Regions from separate parts of the Zea mays genome. Here region 1 is linked to region 2. Evidence: chromatin contacts called from public Hi-C data. All regions are on one chromosome and are shown on one strand. Each heading gives the region's core, a stretch centred on a gene start, on an enhancer-like site or on the middle of the called end of the contact. The rest is flanking DNA. Distances are from core to core; before and after follow the strand shown.

Region 1 (4,651 bases), core at 2,015-4,514, 320 kb before region 2:
CAAACCTACATCGACAATTAAAAAGGGTCAATACTCATCCACCTAAAATGAAAGACCATGCATGGACACAAGAACACATTTGTTCTTAGTTCCCATTAAGATAGCTTTCCACATAAGTAATCAAGATGCATAATATCTTATATCTGGATCATGTTTGACTACAAAACTGAACAGAAAATGAGACAATTGTGCGAAGTAGTAGGACAGAACTAAGCTTAAACTGGAGCTGAAGTATCATATATGCTTACACGAGAATTATCAGAATGGAGCAGTGCATGTGCAGAGTGACAAAGAGAGATATATCATTGAACCAACATGAAGTATTCTGCCACAAAATGTGGACGTGAACAATACTAGGTTGGTGTGCTGAGCATAGCAAAGGTGTTTCTAAAAGTGAAAAGGCTGATCATCTCCTTAGGACTCATAATTCACCACAAGCATGTTTGTACAAAGGACGTGCAAAACCATCTGGTGAAATGACCAAAATAAAAGTACGGTACGGCTATCAAGTACGATGATATGAATATATGATAGTTAATAGCAATTAGCAACCCAATTGGAGAATCCTGTTACAAACTGCAGATGTGATACTTGGCACAACTTCACATTAACAATAGTTAAGACGGATACAGTTTTTTTCCTGAGATATAGCTCTGCTGGGTAAACTACACTTCAGCTATAACATGCTTGCCTTAGATAATTATGTGGCTCATTTACTTTTGATGATAAGCTTTACTTGGTCCTTAGAATTGTTCTAGTAACCAGTGTTTTTAAAGCGTAAGGCGAGGCGAGGCAAGGCGTTGGACTGCCGCCTGGACACTTAGGCGGCGCCTAGGCGAGCAAGGCGGGCAAGGCGCCTAGGATTTCTGCGTTGGCCCACCGCCTGGACGCCTAGGCGACGCCTTAAAAACACTGCTAGTAACACATGAATCAGACAGAATTAGATTTTATCTTCCACAAGAGACACTTGTCATTGAGGGGTAATGCTGTGCAAAACATTGTTTCACACTGTATATGGTTGTGCAAAACATTGTTTGTACTGTAGACAACACTATTTACAGGGTAGAGTTTGAAATTGAAGGTGAGATAGGAGACCTGCTGGAGATAGCCTAACCCAATTCAGCTCTCCTTTGAGGTCAGATTTTCATGGCGGTACAACCTAGTCGTCCTTAGAAAGCTAGTTTCATTAGGATATTCCAAATGCCCAGCCGCTACCCTAACCCTAAGATCCAAATGTATACCAGTATGGAAGCACCCAACTCCAAGTCAATACTATCTCTCATGTAGCAGCTTTATTTAAGCTTAAGGGAGTGAAATTATAAATCATAAAAAAACAGTATTACTTCGAAAGAAACATCAGAAAGATTTTGCTAGCTGCTGATATTTCCAGGTCATGGGCTCATCGAAACATAGAAAGCATTCACAGCTTACAAGGCTCTGGTCTTTATTCATTAACAGGGCAACATAGTTAAACACGTCCAAGAGACTGTTTATAAGCTATGAATGAACTGCATCTATTATATACAAGAAAAATATAAACAGCACATGGCAGAAATTCACTCGTTATAACAAAGTTCAATGATATGGCAAATGACTTAAAGTGCAATTACATCTAAACAGGAAACACAAGCAAATTCAGTGTAGTTTGTAATTTGTGGATAAATGCAAAAGGATGGCAAGGAAAATCAAGAACAAGTAAAAGATAACAGACAGCATGCACATAAATAGCTACTGGTGCAATTGGATTCGTCTCTACAAAGGCAACACGTCAATGCCATTATCACACACATATATAACAAAGTAAAACCTATTTTTGAAAATACACATACAATTTGACAAAAAGGGATTAGATAGAAAACCATAACAGATCCTAGACAAACGTAAACTTCTTCCAAGCATTAAAGAGTAACAATGGAAGAATAACAAGAAGAAATTGAGGAACAGCTCCTGCTTGATTCAGGTAAACCAAATATAACAAATTATCAATTCACTGTCAAAACCATGATTCTTAATCCTTGAATCATCTTCCAGTAATTGTAACTAGTATTTAGCTTCTTTTGTGCTTTTCTTGGTTGAGCTATATTTTCGCCAGTTTGTTGCACTTGCACGACATATAAATTAGCTAGTTTATGTGCTATATCCGAATCAACTTTGCTGAATTTCTGATATGATTTAACTAAGGGAGAAAAGAAGGTGTAACCGAGGTATCATGTTCAATTGTCCATCAATTAAAAACCTACCAAGTTTCTCTAAGTTCAACTTAGTGTCAGTGTTCCACAAGTAGCTGTAACACCAAAATAGCAAACTCAACAACATTTGCAAAGCCTAATACTACCACACATGGTTGGTGTCTGCGGTTAGATGTAAACATCTCAACCTGAAATTCTAAACACATAAGCTTTTCTAACATATAAAATGTTAAGTACATCATGTGAAGATTAGGAGAGAGAAGTTCAGACTTGAGACTTTTGGAGGGCTGAGAACAGTGAGGACCAAGAACAAGCCAGTAGGAAAACTGTATTGCCATAAAGTTCTAATAAATCGCATCCGCAGAACACCCTAACGCCATAACTTTAATCACAGATCGGAGAAACAATCACCTCACTGAAGCACAGATCCCGACTCGTACAGCGACTCAAACCATGCAAATCCTAAGGTTCACTCTTCCGGTCTCCCCGCGGGCTCGTAAGAGATGAGATCGGGATCACGGGAGGGAGGGGAGTCTGGGATGCGCATGGAGACGTACGGACCTGCGCCTTGTCGGCGAGCTTGAGCGCGAGCCTGGAGACGGGGAGCGGCGCCTCGTAGACGAAGGAGTGGTTGATGCACTCGTTGCGGAGGAAACGCGAGAGAACGCGGCCGTCGGCGGTGAGGCCGGCGAGAGCGACCCCGGCGTGGTCAGCGACGCGGAACACCTTCCGCTGGTAGGAGGAGAGCTCGGAGGCGGGCTTGTTGACGGCGGCTAGGACGGCGTGGGTGCTCGACCGGAGCCCGACGCAGGCGGAGCCCTGCTTGACGGCCTCCATGGCGTACTCCACCTGGAACAGCCGCCCCTGGGGGCTCCATGTCGTCACGTCGGTGTCGTACTGGTTCCGGAACATCTTCGAGGCTCCCTCTCCTCCGTCAACCTGCTCGATTCGACGGTCCCCGAGTGCGCCGGCGGGCAGGTGTAGGGTTTGGGGATCTCTTGGGGCTCGCGTGCGATTTTGGTGGCAGCGGTGAGAGCGTCGGGCCTTCTTCTTCTCCAAGATGGGGAAGAAAAATGAAAAGGGTGGGCCCCGCGTGGCAGTTGGAGGAAGAAAGGACTTTGCGGCTGGGAGACGGGCTTCTTTTCTTTTCCTTCGGAAAAATGATGTTTAATTATATGGGCCGTTTAAGCCGCTGGAATTTGATCGAGCATAATTGTGGTAATTGTGGTATGGACCTCAAAGGCCCACGAGAAAACGAACAGTAGTTCTGAAGGAGCGGACAAGGGCAAACCCGTGCGGGAGCGGGAGTTCTCACCCAAGTTATTGCTCCTTATCCACCGGGTATTACTATCTCATACTCATACCCACGACATAAAAATAACCTCACTGGGTCACCTATATGCACTGGTGGGTATGGATTTACCCCATACCTATACCCATGTGGGTATGGGTCACCCATTGGGTCACCCGTACCCACAAAAATTAAACATCTATCAAAATATTATACTATACAAATATCAAGTATATCCATATAAATATCATTACAAAATTTTCTAACATCATTTAACCATCTATTCAACACACCAAAGATAATTGGATAAAATAGTAACACTAGGATAGTACTACATAGCACATTACATGTTCCATTACATGGTCATTAAATTGTCGTTAAGCCTTCTATGACAGTATGGTCTAAAAGGTTGTTAAATAGTAAAAAAGATGGATGACTAAAGTCCAAGTTCATGCTTGGGCTAAGTTTATATTGGGTATTTTATACCCACGGGTTAACGGGTATGGGTGAAGGTGGAACGTTCTAATACCCGTTTACCCATTGGGTGAAGATTTTTGCCCAATAACAGACCCACGGGTAGAATATTTAGCCCACATATATACCCTAATGGAGTAAATACCCATCGGATATCGAGTCGCGGGTACCCATTGCCATCTGTAGAAGTAGAGATGACAATGTGTAAACCTATATATATATAAAGCGTTCACTAAAAAATTCATACCTATAATAGATATGAATTTTTGTTCAAACCCATGATTATATTGGTTTAAGCTACCCAACATGTTTTCCCATACACACTAGCATCAACATAAAAATGATTTATCATGTAAATGATAGTCAATCTATACTACTTATTAAGAACACAAGAGTAGCCTGCCTCCCTTGCGTTCTGCCATTAGACAATCTCAGCCGTCCGTTCTATCCTTCTCTGATCTAAACCGTCCGATCCCACACAACAGTCCCACTCCTCGATCCTGCCCACCAACCCCGAAGCCATTGCGCCCCGAAGCCATCGCGCAACCGCCCCGCTCGCGAGGTGCCCCCTCCCTCCCTCGAACATGAGCTCGTGCTGCCATTATACTCGTGTGCGAATTTGACCTCACTGTCGGAACGCAGCGAGGACCACACGAGAGCCGCCTGGGCGCAGCTGGCGAGCGGCTCGACGCGGCCT
Region 2 (4,673 bases), core at 994-3,493:
AATGCTAAATAGTAAATACAAAGCAAGGCATCTGTTTTAAGTGAACCGAAGAGGTCATGGGTTTACATCAGAATGACCGGATATTAATTTGTGTCACATACTCAATTGTCAGTTGTGGGGGAGGGTGGTGGTCATGTTTTTGGGGTTATATGAGAGCGCAGAAAAGGTCACTGTGCCGGTGCTATATGCCTTATTAGGATTTATTAGGAGTACCACCGTGTTGAAACCTCTGCAGTTGTTGCATTGCAGCTGGGAGCTCTTCCTTGGTACTTATGGTTGAATCTGTTTCCCATTTCGTAGCTCAATGAATCCGTTTTTTTGCCGAATGTGCATCCTATAAATGTATTGATATGTCTTCTGGGCTCTAGCCACTGACTTTCTATTCCCACTGATGGAGCAGGTGACCCTGTTTTGGTCGTGCCTGCTGTTGTTTGGTGCCATCGAGTTCTTCAAGTGGACGCAGCTCCTCTCGACATGGAGAGGAGTGGCATTCACTGCCGTAGGGATGGCACTTGTGACGGGGTCATGCACGTCTTCATCATGTTCTCCCAGGCTGAGCGGTCGAGCTCAGCCTAGGCGGCACGGAACCGGGTCAAGAAGGAATGAAAATGGAGGGTGGAGATGTGATTCTGGGCTCTATTTATGGGCAGCTTTCAAAATGACTTGATTCATATTAATGTATACAACACCAAATTCCAGACATTGATATGCTCTGAAATAGGATGCTCTGCTCCTCTTGTATTTGTGTGCAGGAAAGAATTTTAGGGAGTTCATTTTTGCCCCCCTCTTTTGGGCAGAGGAACTGTAGGACATGAACTTGATGTTGGTACATTTGCCCTGTAGACATTGTGGAAGCCTTTCAGTAGTTCATTTATCAGTAAAGCTTGCATCTTTGGTCCATGTAGTTGTGCACCTTGTCTGTCACTCATCACAACGTTGTTGTGTTCTAACTGTTCTGTGATGAAAAGCAAGGGATACATTATGCTCTAGAAAGCAATAGAAATGTTTTGCGATTCATCACTTTAAGCCTCGGACTCCTAGCCCTGGCTACTGTTCGACTTTGAGGAAGAGCTATACCAAAATCCTGTTTGAATTCATGGACATTGGTTTTTTTAAGACAACAACTCTTGGCCACAAGATTGTCAAAACCAAAGAATTCCTTAACACGAGCATGAGAAGTCTGGATGAACACAGTGGGTTTCACCGCAAGTTGAAGCATTTTGCAGAGCAGTGCCAAATTGATGTTTCTTTGTTGCAAGAGGAAGAAAAGAAAATTCGGTCCTTGGTCAGGGGCACTGTTGATTATTTCCATGGGAGTACAGGGAAGGAGGAGGGCCTGCCGTTAGGATTAGTTGAAGTTCCAGTTTGATCATAGGCACCTAGGTCGATGCCTTTAGTAAGATGTAAGCAATCTGTCTTCTAGCCAGGTTGAGCAAGGCTTAGCTGCAGTGTATCAGTGTGGTACAGCTGATGTATTTATACTGTACAATCTAATGAGACTGTACTGATTAGAGCTATCAGAACCTGCACAAATATTTCACAATAAACTCTTAGGTTATATATTGCTCGAGACTTGTGAATATTTTGTTATTGCTTCCTGGTTCAAATCCATGATGCATGGTACACGCGCGTAATTATGACTTCTCATACAAGACGGGACGTCAAGACTCCGGTCTTTTTGGAGACATCATAACCTATTTGTTTAGTTTTAATCCATTCTGGTTTGTACTAATTATACAGTGCTTTATCCTAATTGTATCCGTGAACCGTGACAATTTATTTTGTTCAGAAAACCGTAGCGAAGCACGGGCATTTGACTAGTTTTTTTTGAAGAATAGAAGAGCAGTTGGAACAAGAAAATCACTATTCTTTACTGATATCGGTTTTGGATTGGTTTACACAATATTTTGGAGTTTCTCTTATCCGCTAAACTGTATCCGCAAAAATCGCGACGCCTGGCACGTCGAGCTGCCTCCGTGAGGTCCGCCAACTAAAACGCGTGCCTGCCGCAAGCCCGCAACAACCAGATGCATATGTTCCCCCCAAAAATCCAATCCAACATGGCATCGGGTGGTATCCGTCCGTCCCCAAGCTGGGCCCACGCGCCATAGACAGTATACACGCACGTGCCGCTGTGGAGGCGAACCTCCAACGAACCGCACCGGCATCCCGAGCCGTACGCTACGCGTCCGCGAGTCCGCGACTCTCTCTCCGCGTGGCGCAGCCGCCAAGTCAGGTCTCCTCCGCCCCGCCGCCTCTCTAGACGTTCCGTTCGTTAGCCCACCCGGACGAGACGACGAACGAGAGCCCCATCCCATCCGGTTCCGCTTCGGCGCGTCCCTCTGTTGCCTTGCCCTTGCCGCCAACCAACACCCCCGACCCCGAGAGCCGAGCCCCTCTTGCTTGGCCCTCAAGCTTTCGGTGCGTCACCCGCCGCCAACCCTCGACGAGACTCCGATTCTCTTTTCCCCTAGGCCAAGGTCTGGCCTTCCGGTCTTTCTTCACGCCGTTTGTGCGGTGCGGTGGCGATCGTCCGCGATGGGCGCCGCGCGGGGAGAGGAGGACGGGGAGGGGCGCTGCGGCGAGCGGTGCCCGTCGTGGTACGTGAGCCGGGAGGAGATCGAGAGCGGCTCGCCGTCGCGGCGGGACGGCGTCAGCGCGGCCAAGGAGGCCGAGCTCCGGGCCACCTACTGCTCCTTCATCCGCGACGTGTGCATCAGACTCCGACTGTGAGTGATCGATTGAGCTCTCCTCTCTCCCCCGCGGTTTCGTCTCTGGTTGATTTCAATCTGCTACTTGTGGTGTTATGGTGGTTTAGATGAGATACTCCATAATTATGCCAACAACAGCCTCATTGCATTGCCCTCGATCGCGGTTTCGTCTCTGGTTGATTTCAATTTGCTACTTGTAGTGGTATGGTAGTTTAGATGAGATACTCCATAATTATGCCAACGACAGCCTCATTGTATTGCCGTTGATCGCGGTTTCGTCTCTGGTTGATTTCAATCTGCTACTTGTAGTGGTGTGGTAGTTTAGATGAGATTATAGATGTCCAAACAGTGCGGGCTGCCCGTTTGGCCCGTGGCACGACACGAATTTAGCCCGGTCCAAACACGGCCCGGCACGACCCGTTTAGCGGGCCGGGTATGGACAGATTTGGTGGCCCGCGTGCTTTGGCCCGGCCCGACCCGATAAATGAGTCGGCCCGAAGACGGCCCGCATATTTATGTAAATACTAAATATATAAATACATTTAATTCTCTCATAATATGTAAATACTAAATACGCGACAAAACATATATAAAATGTATACATAAATATAAAATGCATACATAAATATTTTGTTGTCTTAATATATGTAAATAATATGTTATTATATATGATTAATTCTGTTAAATATATGTATTTATATACCGCTCTACTGTTGGTTCGGGCCAGTGCCCGGCCCGGCCCGGTCCGTTGAGGCCCACCGGGTCAACGGGCCGGCCCGACACGATTTTTCCCTGGGCGTGCCGGGTTTGGGCATGTCTCTAGGCACGTGGGCCAGCCCGACCCGGCCCGAAGCATCAACGGGCCGTGCCTGGCCCGGCACTATTCGTACCGGGCCGAAACGGGTTCGGGCCGGGTCCGTGCCGGGTGGCCCGTTTAGACATCTATAGATGAGATACTCCATTATTATGCCAACGAAGGCTTCATTGCATTGCATTGCATCCTGCTCTGCTCTGTCGTTGTTTCGCTGACCAATGGAGGCCCCCCTTTCTGCCGTTGCAGGCCGCAGATTACAATGGCCACGGCGATCATGCTCTGCCACCGTTTCTACCTCCGCCAGTCTCATGCCAAGAACGAGTGGCAGGTAATGACATGTGCAATGTAATGCATGGCTACTTACTTGCCTGATGCCTTCGTCGCATCACCCAATATCCATATGAGGTTTTATATGCATCCTACACAAAGGGGGCGATTTTCTTTTGTGTGTGTGTGTGTGAAGTATGATTGGTAAGAGAATGTAGATCACTTGCCTTATCTGAAATCACCAATTCAGGGGACAAACTGTTATTTATCACTAACGATAACGAATTATGACCATTCATCCTTAAGCTATATGTTTGGTATATTATATATTAGTGGGTCCTTAAATGACAGGAGCAACCGAAGGAGGAAGTTTACTATATATATATAATAATTTTTAATATATAATAATCCCTACCTTTGCTGCAACGGCTTTCACATTCATTGGGTAGAACCAATCCTGTACTTGCCTATTATTTTCCAGCATGGCCCCTAACTGACCTTTTCACTTTATTTTCACGGATACATTAACTACTTAAGGACTAGTTTGGTAACACTATTTTCCCAAGGGATTTCAATTTTTCCAAGGAAAAATGAACTAATTTCCCTTGGGAAAATTGGGTTTCCAAACTAGCCCTTACTTCTTTTTCCTTCTGTAGATGCTTTGAACATGTTTTTCGTTACGGCTATCAGACCCTAACATTACCTGACTATGTACCTTTGTTGGGGGTTAGTCGAGGGCAGTGTGTCATAAGGAAAGCACACAAGATATGTCCTCATGTGTGTACTTTACTCGGGTACACATGAAGTGGTGTACTGGTCGCTCAGGTGGTATAAACTGACTCACTGACTGCCATAATGGTTCTTTTTTTTAATAAAAAAGG

Evidence for each region. A called contact is a pair of places that touch in the nucleus more often than the background predicts.
Region 1: a Hi-C map of ear shows a contact between it and region 2, with 4 times the contacts expected there. The contact joins the promoter of LOC100282706 here to the promoter of LOC103626584 in region 2. A contact is called at or near these places in 7 of 25 Hi-C or Micro-C datasets (bundle sheath, ear, leaf and 3 more).

What each region holds. Positions count from the first base shown.
Region 1 is chr5:78,293,439-78,298,089 of Zm-B73-REFERENCE-NAM-5.0, reverse strand. LOC100282706 (proteasome subunit alpha type 1) reads right to left here and starts at 3,264. Exons shown (of 2, transcript NM_001155613.1): 1 at 2,751-3,264; 2 at 1-5. The coding sequence starts at 3,101. It also overlaps the pseudogene LOC103628294.
Region 2 is chr5:77,975,476-77,980,148 of Zm-B73-REFERENCE-NAM-5.0, reverse strand. LOC103626584 (cyclin-T1-1) reads left to right here and starts at 2,243. Exons shown (of 6, transcript XM_008646994.4): 1 at 2,243-2,729; 2 at 3,772-3,853. The coding sequence starts at 2,539.